Linked DNA regions of Mus musculus: region 1 is linked to region 2. Evidence: chromatin contacts called from public HiChIP or PLAC-seq data. All regions are on one chromosome and are shown on one strand. Each heading gives the region's core, a stretch centred on a gene start, on an enhancer-like site or on the middle of the called end of the contact. The rest is flanking DNA. Distances are from core to core; before and after follow the strand shown.

Region 1 (5,280 bases), core at 545-3,044, 810 kb before region 2:
GACAAGAGGAACTCCGGGATCCCATCCTCTCCACAGAGGCCTGACAGGAATCCACTTCCACTGTGCCCCTTCTCCTCCCTCAGGCTGGCGAATTGGGAAAGGGGAAGGCTATGCTGATCTTGAATACGCCATGATGGTGTCAATGGGAGCCGTCCACAAGGGGACACCGGTTGTCACAATTGTCCACGACTGCCAGGTATGTCCTGCGGACCTGTGACAGGTGTCCCTGACATCGGCTCCGGGAGTTGGGGGTCGGGGGAGACACCTGCTCCTCCTCATGCACACCATTAGAGGTATCGAATGGCGATGGGCGATGCGTGGTTCCTGCTGGGCAGGCCCTGCTGTAACCTGACTGTCAACTCCCTCCCTGCCCAGGTCGTAGACATCCCCGAGGCTCTTGTGGAGGACCACGACCTCACAGTTGACTACATCCTCACTCCCACCAGGGTCATCACTACAGGCTGTGCACGCCCAAAGCCAACGGGCATCATGTGGTCCAAGGTGGGTCATCACACGGCCGACGTGGCACAGTGCCGTAGTGTCTCTCGTGGTGTTCCGTGTGTGTCCTGGCCGCTGCCCACTAGCCTGTGTGGATGGATATTAGCTGCAACTTTGAATGGTGTAGCCTGAATCACCTCTTGAGGCTGAGTCCTAGAGTCTTACCCAGAAAGCAGTGATGGGGGGGAGAGTCACTGCACTGTGGCTCCCTTGTCGATGGTTTTCATTCTTTCTGTCTCTGTTTCTGTGCGTGTGTGCATGTGTGTGCATGTGTGTGCATGTGCAGAGGCCAGAGATCAGCCTTGGACATTCTTCCTCAGGGTATGCACCACTGTGCCCTGCGGGCTTTCCAGTTTTGGTTGGTTTTGCAGCTCTTTGGGGTTGGCCTTACGGCCTTGTGATGCTGAGCTGCCTCACACAGGGCCCTTTGCTTATTTTGTTTTGGAGGCAGGGCTCACTGCCTAGGCCTCTCAGGTAGCCGGGATAACAAGCCTACACTGCCGGCCCCAACAAGGGATTGCAAACGTCTAGGCGGCTGACATGTGAAAGTGAAACCTGCCTTTAGTTTTTGGAGGATGGAATGGTTATCGTCTGTGTGATTAACACGTAGCGTTTTCATTTCATGTGGTGTGTTGACAGAGCATATTGACCATTCCTAATTGCCAGCCAGGAAAAGCAGGTCCCATGTTAGCCTGGGCAGCAGCAGCAACCTCTCAGTCTGTAAGCCCAGATGTGAGCAGCTGGGAAATGGCGGAGCCGGTAGGGCCATGCTGGGCGTCATCACTCCCTACTCAAAACAGGCTACTCTAGAGAGGAGTGATGCCTGGCTTCACCACAGCCTGAGCATCGAGACTTGTCGTTGTCTTGGTTTGAGCTGCTCAGCTTGGTAGGAAAGCAACTCAGCGCCCGAGAGCTGACCTGTTGTGCACACTGTAGAGAGCTGACCTCATGTGCACACTGTAGAGTCTGTCTCGGAGTCACGGCTCTCAGGGTCCCCAGGCTTCCAGCCACGTTTGTGCACATGGGTCAGGCTCCTGGCTCACCGTCCAGGGCACACTGTGTGCATGTGGTGTCCACCTGCCTTCCCCTGTCTCTGCAGGTTGTTGGGATATTGTGGCCAACTGTACCAGCCAGTTAGGGCCACCAGTGGCCTGTGCGTAATAAACCCCAAAGGCCGGCGCTGAGCTCCGACTGTTTATTTAGCGAGTCGGTGGCCCTGGGCTAGGGAGGATTGTATGAGTCATGCGCTGGGTCAGACCTGCCTGGCTGTGTGCATAGGGCCAGGCCTCGCTTCCATCCTAGAGATGTTCCTAAGCCCGTAGGACTCCATCCCAGCCGCAGGCACAGGAGAAGCTCACACCCTCCTGCCCGGAGGTAGGCAGGGAATCGCCCCCTGTGCTGTGAATACCAGTGACTGCAAGAACCTTTCGTAAGCAGGTAGCCCACAAAGGAGCCCAGTTCTTTCTACTTCCTGGGCCTCCAGGGAAAACAGAGGCCTGTTCCACCCTATATGGCACATGAAGGGCCAATCTGGACAGCTTCAGAGTGCCGCGAATCTCAGGCTGACGTGGGGTCAGCTGCGGGTTGGTGACTTTCTTAAGCAATGGAATCCCAGCCGGTTCTGACAGTGCAGGCTTCTCATGCCGACACCGTGGATGCTGAGGCAGGAGAATGGCAGGTTTGGTGTCCAGACAAACCTGGGCAATACGATGAGGCCTTGTCTCAAAGCAGAAAGAAGTGGCCGTGCTGTAGCCCAGTGATAGAACGCGTGTCCTGACTGTGAGGGCCTGTGCTTCACTTCCAGGGCGGTGGAGGCTTCTCTCCCCAGAGACTGAGCTGGGCCCTCAACAGCCTTCCGAACATATGGGGTGTGGCATTGCCAGAATTCCTCCTGAGCGTGTGGGCGTGGCCTTGGTATGACTACTCCTCAGACACCCTAAGACCCCCCTGTGGCTGCTTTCTCTTTCAGGTCAGCTGTGAGATGCTTACGAAAATCCCAGTGCTCAGGAACCTCCGGGAGAGAGAGAAACAGGCTGGGAAGGATGTCACTCTCCGGGACGAGCCTGGCAGCCAGCAGCCAGCTCCAGGCCCCATCAGGAGACCCCAGGATAGACCACAAACAGGTTCTCGAGGAGGGTCCCGTAGTCCCCTGCAGGGGGCGGACACCCAACTAGCTGCCACTGTGTGTGTGGGAAACCTGCCCTTCACTACTCGTGTGCGTGAGCTGAAGAGAGTCCTCCAGGAGCTGGGGGTGGTGCCCCTGAGGCTTACCTGGCAGGGGCCACAGCACAGGGCAGTTCTACACTATACAGACTCAGCTGCTGCCCAGCAGGCCGCCTCTCTCCTACAGGGCCTACGTCTGGGTGCCAACGCCTTGAGGGTGTCACTGGGGCAGCAGAGGGATATGTGACCTGGTGAGTAACCCCCAGCAGAGGAGTAGCGCCCTTTCTGCTGCTGGGATGTGTCTGCCGTGTGACAGTTTGCCGTGTGACAGTTTGCCATTGGTGATGACCGGCTGCCGTGTGAGGCACCTGCTCTGTTCTTCCTGGGAAGGGGCCATGCTTCCCTAATGGGCAGGGATGACGGCGAGCAGCCCATCTCGACACCCAGGATGCTGTGAGCTCTGGCCCATTCCTGGTCTGGTTCTTGTGAAATCCACGTGAGGTTCTCTGGGTGCAGAAGGTTCAGGGACAGAGCAGTCCAGACAAGAGGTAGACAATGGAGACCTGTTTCAGGGTGTTCAAGGAGAGCGGAGGCCTGCAGAGAAGAGGCCGTCTCGGGGATCAAGGGCATGTGGCCGAGCAGGGTGTCCTTACGACCACTGGGAACCCACTTAGCAGAACAGGAGCGGGGAGGGCGGGCTTCTGCATCCAGAGAACACAAACTTGGAGCTCTGTTCCTGGAGACGCTGCATTGTGAGCATGCGTGATGGCTGCTACCCAGGCAGCTTAGTCATGCCATCTCTCAGGTGAACATGGCGGCTGCCTGTGTGCTTTCAGAAGCACTTGTGCCGTTGAGCCTAAGGAAAAACAAGCATTAGGTGGAGGGTTTGTCCTGTTCAAACTGCACACCTGGGCAGTTTCTTGTTTTTACCAATGGGTCTTCCACAGCGTCTATTAGCATTGTCCTTTGTCCCAAAAGGGCAGGCCTCGCTCATATTAAAGGAAAAGAGCTTGTGACACACATCTCCTTGCAGGACTCAGCCTTGGAAAACGGCTAATTCAGTAACCAGCGCTTCCAAGCTGTCAGAGGTGCCATGAGGAGTGACTGAGGGACGCAGGCTCAGGCTGTGCTGGCCTCTGTCCTGGCCTGCGCCCCCTCCCACTCCTGCCCACCAGACACTGTCCACCCCACTCTCACCTGCTCAGCTTTCCTCGGGGGTTCCGCCTGCATTTGCACCCTTGCCTTCTTATCTTCTTACCATTGATGTCCCAGTGGGACAGCGCCTGCAGTTTAGCAGGATGGAGCTGTCTGTTCTTCCTGCTGCAGACCAGCGGGGCATGAGCAACTCAGGAAATCCATGTTACGTGAGCCAGAATAATCCAGATGCATTGACACACAGTCTAAGCTGCTTGTATGTTTGTGTAAAGTGTGTAAGTGCTGAAGCCTGGGTGCCCTCAATCTAAGCCCTGGTACAGGGTGAACCCTGTCTCAGGATACCTTTGAGGTCTGGTTCTCCAGGTGACGTGACCCACAAGTGACAAAAGTCACTGTGTCCTTTGTCACTACAGTTGTATAGCACACATAATCAAAATGGATAGAAAGCTACTGTCAGATGGCAAAGTGTCACTGCAGGGTTCTGGGCTCTTCCACACTTCCTCTCATGGTTTTCTGCTTTGCCAATGTGGGGACCTGAGCAAGACCTATTTGGAAGAGTTCGTTCTCAGGGCTGCAGTCACCCTGACTGGCTAACTTTGGGTAACTGTCGCTGTGATGCACCACCAAGACCAAAGCAACTTGGGAGGAAAGGGTTTATTTCATTCACAATTCCATATAACAGTTTGTCATCAAAATCAGTGAGGCTGGGCAGTGGGAGCATGCCTTTAATCCCAGCACTCGGGAGGCAGAGGCAGGCGGATTTCTGAGTTCAAGGCCAACCTTGTCTACAGAGTGAGTTCCAGGACAGCCAGGGCTACACAGAGAAACCCTGTCTCAAAAAACAAAAACAAAACAAAACAAAACAAAAAACCAAACAAACAAACAAAACAGTGAGGCGAGGAACTCAAGCAGAGCAGGAACCTGGAACAGGAGCTGATGCAGAGGCCATGGAGGGATGCTGCTTACTGGCTTGCTCCTCATGGCTTACTCAGCCTGCTTTCTCATAGGACCCAAAATCAGCAGCAGCCGGGGATGACACCACCTACAATGTGGTCTGGGCCCTCCCACATCAGTCAATCATAAGGAAATATTTTACAGGCTTCTCTGCAGCCTGATCTTACGGAGGCATTTTCCCAATTGAGGTTCCTTCCTCAGATGGTTCTACTTTGCGTCAGTTTGGCATAAAAATCCCCAACATACTGGCCTCCTCCTGTGTGTGCTTGCCCTGTGTCCTGGCTGTCCTGATGAGAGCAGAACTCGGCCTCTGGCATGACAGACTGATGCCCTCCTGTGGGAGCTAACGAGGTAATGCAGAGAGATACAATCAAACAGCTTTCCCTGCATCCATTGTAACATCTAGAAACGGAACAGTAGGGGCTGGAGAGATGGTATAGACCGTGAGAGCCTGTACTGTGCTTTCAGAAGTCCTGAGTTCAGTTCCCTCCACTCATGTTACAAAGCTCA
Region 2 (4,724 bases), core at 2,201-4,700:
AAATGCACACCAGGCCATTCTTGACTTAAGCTCCCAGCCTCTGTTGTCCCCACTGCATGAAATGAAGCACACAGTAGGTACTGCAGACAGCAGAGGCGGCGGCAGCCCTGACCCCCGACCCCCAAGACTCCATCCCAAGTCCCAGAATCCACTGAGTGCTGAAATTCTGCCAGGCCCCCAGGGGACAGAGCCATCTAGTGGGCAGCTGGGCATATCCTGTCACCCTGAGGCCCCAGTAGTTCCCAAATGGGGATAGAGTGACTCTAGGAAGAACAGAGGAGCATACAGATCAGGCAGGCTCCACGGGCCCGCTCCGCTCTATGGTGGGCGGGCGTGTGCCTCCGCGGGCAGCATGTTCCTGAAGCATATGCTCACCATACGCTCGACCGCCACGGCATCCCCGGTGCTTAGTACAGCCTGCTGGCGGAAGCAGGCCTCTGCCTGGAGCCTCCTCACCTTAGCAAGGAGCATCTGGGGACCGAGGCTGGGGTGTCACCTATCCCTACTCTGTGCAGCATCTGCTCTACCAAGGCCCTGCAAAGGAAGTGGCCTGGGAGCCCACGTCATAGTCATAGGCGACATCGACTGAGGCTCAGAGAGGCTCAGCACAGAGTTAGAGGTGCACAGCGTGCAGGGACTCTGGGCCTCATGGCTTCCACTGCTCCTGTTATGTCTGTCACTTGGGAAGAGGAGGGCTGTGGCTGGGACACAGCTCTGCAGAATGACCCCCATGGCCACAGAGCTTCACGAGCCCCTCCTATCCCACACTCATCAAAACCGTCAGGTCATGTGGGGACCCTTGGCCTATCACTGACAATCTTCCCAAACTGGGTTCTGCAGAGCCCTGGAATCCACAGGCAGGCTTGGGATTTGCCCAAGGGGTAAGGGGGAAATGGAACAGAGGCTGGACTCATAAACCAGAGCGAGCCTGCCCAAGACAAGTCTCTAAGTGGCAGAGAAGAGAACATTCCAGAGCAGAATTCTAGCCTTCCTAATGCTGCAACCCTTTCTAGACACTTCTCCATGTGATGAAGACACCCCCCGCCCCAACCATAAAATTCATTCATTGTTCCTTGATGACTGTAATTGTGCTACTGGTATGAGTCATAAGTTGGGTGTTGGTGCTGCACACGCCTTTAACCCCAGCACTCAGGAGGCAGAGGCAGGTGGATCTCTCAGAGTTCAAAGTCAGTTTGGTCTACAGAGAGTTCCAGGGCAGCTAAGGCTACACAGAGAAACCCTGTCTCAAAACAAAAACGATCAATACATAATGTAGATATTGGATATGCGGTATGATCTCGGGCCACCAGTGAAAGGAGTTGGGACCCACAGGTTGAGAACCTCTGTCTACAACTTCACACCTTGAAGGAGGAATATTAACAATGCCCCGGGATGGGGATATGGCTCAGCAGGCACAGTGGCTGTCCAGCACACACAACCAGGTGTGGTCATGCACATCTGAAATCTCCACACTCGGGAGGTGGAGGCAAGAGGTTCAAGAATTCAAGGTCATCCTTAGCTACATGGTGCGTTTGAGGTCGGTCTAGTTATAGAAGACCCTGTTTCTGTTTGGGTTTTTCTTTTAAAGAAAAGAAAAGGTCTGAATCCGAGTTCAGTCATTCAGTGCATGTGGCTCAGACGATTGAGGAGAGAGAGAGAGAGAGAGAGAGAGAGAGAGAGAGAGAGAGAGAGAGAAAGAGTGAGAGAGAGAGACACCCATCCCTCTAGGCCTCAGCGTCCTCACTTTTAAAACGGAGTCAACGGCAGTCCCAACCTATGTCTCATGACCTGGTGCCTTTGAGTCCAGAGGACAGGGTAGGGGTCCTACAGAAGCCACAGGGGTGAGAACACCTCCCAGGAGGATGGAGGCAGGGAGGAGATGAGACAATGTCTATGCCAGCCAGCCCACTAGGCAACCACTGTGTCTTAGGTACAGGTCTGCAGACCTCCCAGAAGACAAGACCAACCAGGCCCAGGCCCTCTCAGGGTTCTCCTCCTCTGGCCCATCAGTGTTTGGAGAGGCAGACCAGTGCTGAAGGGCCTGTCTCCTGCCTCTGGCTGGGCAACTTTAGGCCTTGGCATCTGCCCAGCCCAATGGCACAGAACAGAAATATCTGCCTCCTGCTGGCCCAGGTGACAGGTGCCACGACCAGCAGAAGCCGACCTTGCTGTGTAGGGGGTCGTGAGGCTGACCACAGGCTGGGCCACTCACCCCGTATCTCCTGAGTACCCATTCCGTTGTCAGTGTCATACTGGTGGCTGAAAGGTGATGGCAGACAAAACAGGCAAGTGTCCTTCCCTGAAGTGACAGGCTGTGTGGCTCTTCAGAAGGACAACCGCAAGGGCCTAGGATGGCTAGACTGGGCAGCTGTGACATATTCCATGTGTGTGTCAGAGAGAAGGAAACATGCCTGCATATATACATACATACATACATACATATATACATACACACACACAAGTCTATGTCGGCAGCTCACAGCCATGCCACTCACAAAAGCCCACATGAAACGCTGCCCCACCCCCAACAGGCTCGGTGGAAAAGCAAACTGAGCAGGTCACACCGAGGAATTCTATTCAGCCACGATGAATGGAACTTCCACATGGGTGACACCTGGATACCTGACGTTCAGTGGCAGAAGCCAGACATGAGGGACACACACGCACACACACACACAGAGTGTGATGGCCCCGACAAGGACTGCCTAGAGCAGGTAACATCAGAGGCAGACAGAGGGCTACGGCTGCCAGGGCTGGGGAGGGAAGGATGGGGGACCAGTCACGCAGGAGACAGGATTGGTTGGGTTCTGGAGGGCAGTGGGAATGTTCTCGAATTAAGCTGGTGATGGGCACACCATGTTGTGTGTGTTCAATTCTCAACCATTGAATACACCGAGTGGGTGGCTTGCGTGATCTGCGAGTTATATCTCAATAAGGCTGTCATAGAGGGGAGACAAAAAAAAAAGGAAGAAAGAAAAACCCCACTTACAGCTGCTCTTACAAATGCCAGCCCCACACACGGGAGCACGCTGAATTATAAAGCCGACGGGAGACTGCACGTATTGTTTTTATGATCAGAGACACGGGAAGGTGCTGGCAGGGCTCTGTTTCCATAGGAAGCAAGGGAGGTGGAAGCCTGCTATGCTCTCAATAGGCTTCTGGGCTCCTGCACACACACACACACACACACACACACACACACACACCTGCCCAGCCCAACAGGAGGCCTGGAGACACCCTGTGCTTCTGGGCTCCTGCACACACACACACACACACACACACACACACACACACACCTCTCCCCAGCCCAACAGGAGGCCTGGAGACACCCTGTGCTCTGTGGTTGCCCCAGCTGGAACTGGAACACACGTGCAAAGGAAGTACTGTAGAGTGTACTGCCAGCACTGGGTGAGGGGGTTGGGAAAGGTTTGTAGTATTAAGGAAGCTTGAGTGTAGCTGGGCAGTGGCAGCAGGCTCTCACTTGGAACCCAGGGGAGAGGCCTCCTGCAGCTCTGTCCTTCCTGGGTCCCGCCTCTCTCTGGCCCCACCCTTTCCATGCCTGGGAGTTCTTTGGCGCTTACAGCCCCTGGCACCCAGAGAAATGATCAGGTTGTGGGAGGGAGACTTGGGGCCATGAACACAGTTCTGTCCCTCTTGGTATGGTATAGCCAGCCACTGGCGACGAGGAGGCAGCTAGCCTACAGCCTGAGGAAGACAGTATCTCCCAGTTGTGCCTCCTGCTAGCTAAGCAAAACAAGGGCTATATTGACTCTGCATGGGCAGAGGAGGGCAGAGGGCATGGCAGCATTCAGACACCCAGACCTCACCAGGGAGCTGGCTCCTTCAGACTCTCTCCTTGGGGTCTCCTGCAAATACCCTCGATGGCTCTAACTGGAAGGGACACTGTGCAGCTGGCCACCAGATCAAACCACTCCTGACAATGATGCTGCACCCAAAGAGAGAAGCTGGGTCCTTAACTAAAGCCCTTCAGAGCAAGGGATGGGGTGATGGGACATGGCATTGGAGCATTCCCTGTAAGGTTCCAGCCAAGATGAGGTTCCCGAAGGACTAATGCTGGTGTGTAAATATTAGACACTTCTGTCTCCTTTGAGACCAATTACACAGATCATGGCGGCTCCCCCAGGATGCTGCCTTCCACCCACTGTACTGTCATTAACAGTCTATTAGGAACAGCTGCTCGGAGAGGGAGGCGGGAGCTCGGAGGAGAAGCGGGAAGGAGGGAAGAGGAGAGAAAGAGACAGAGAGAGACAGCTAGGGAGGCTAACGGTGATCTGGAGACAGTGAGACAGAAACATTAAAGATGTAGGAGACACGGAGAGGGTGAGACAGAGAGACGGGGGTGGGGTGGGGGTGGAGATGGGGAAATAGGGGAGATGGGAGGAGATAGAGTCGGAGGGTAGATAAATGGGAGGGGAGAAGAGGGGGAATAGAGGTGGGAGATGGACGAAGAGGAGGAGGGAGAGCAGCAGCAGCAGAGGCTCAGAGTCCAGGCCTTCCTGCCTTGCTTCCTTAGGAGATGAGCTATGCTCAGCCCAGGTCTCAGCTAGGGAGAGCTGCAGGGCTCCACACCAGGCCTCCGACGCTATGCTCACCCACAACCCTACAGGCTGGTGTTTCGTCTCTGCTGCTAGTGAGAGGAGAGGCTCCCCTGGAGAAGCCTGCAGACAGAGCCTCTCTGGGTGCACAGCCACCTGCCACACAGC

The links. HiChIP or PLAC-seq counts read pairs in DNA pulled down with a chosen protein or histone mark.
Region 1: a contact with region 2 is called in an HNF4G HiChIP or PLAC-seq map of pancreatic cancer cells. The contact joins two enhancer-like sites.

The regions. Positions count from the first base shown.
Region 1 is chr8:121,096,340-121,101,619 of GRCm38.p6, reverse strand. It overlaps Mthfsd (methenyltetrahydrofolate synthetase domain containing), which reads left to right. Exons shown (of 9, transcript NM_001372381.1): 6 at 84-196; 7 at 376-501; 8 at 2,468-2,912; 9 at 3,695-5,015. The coding sequence ends at 2,908. Among named protein-coding and RNA genes, the nearest start is that of Mthfsd, 9.4 kb to the left of the region's middle. Within about 2 kb of position 1,794, at least 14 of the 459 cell types and tissues checked have an H3K27ac peak or open chromatin away from gene starts, as enhancers often do. A contact at or near this core is called in pancreatic cancer cells, where this site is marked.
Region 2 is chr8:120,283,922-120,288,645 of GRCm38.p6, reverse strand. It overlaps a transcript of Gse1 not described here. Among named protein-coding and RNA genes, the nearest start is that of Gm32968, 41 kb to the left of the region's middle. Within about 2 kb of position 3,450, at least 87 of the 459 cell types and tissues checked have an H3K27ac peak or open chromatin away from gene starts, as enhancers often do. A contact at or near this core is called in pancreatic cancer cells, where this site is marked.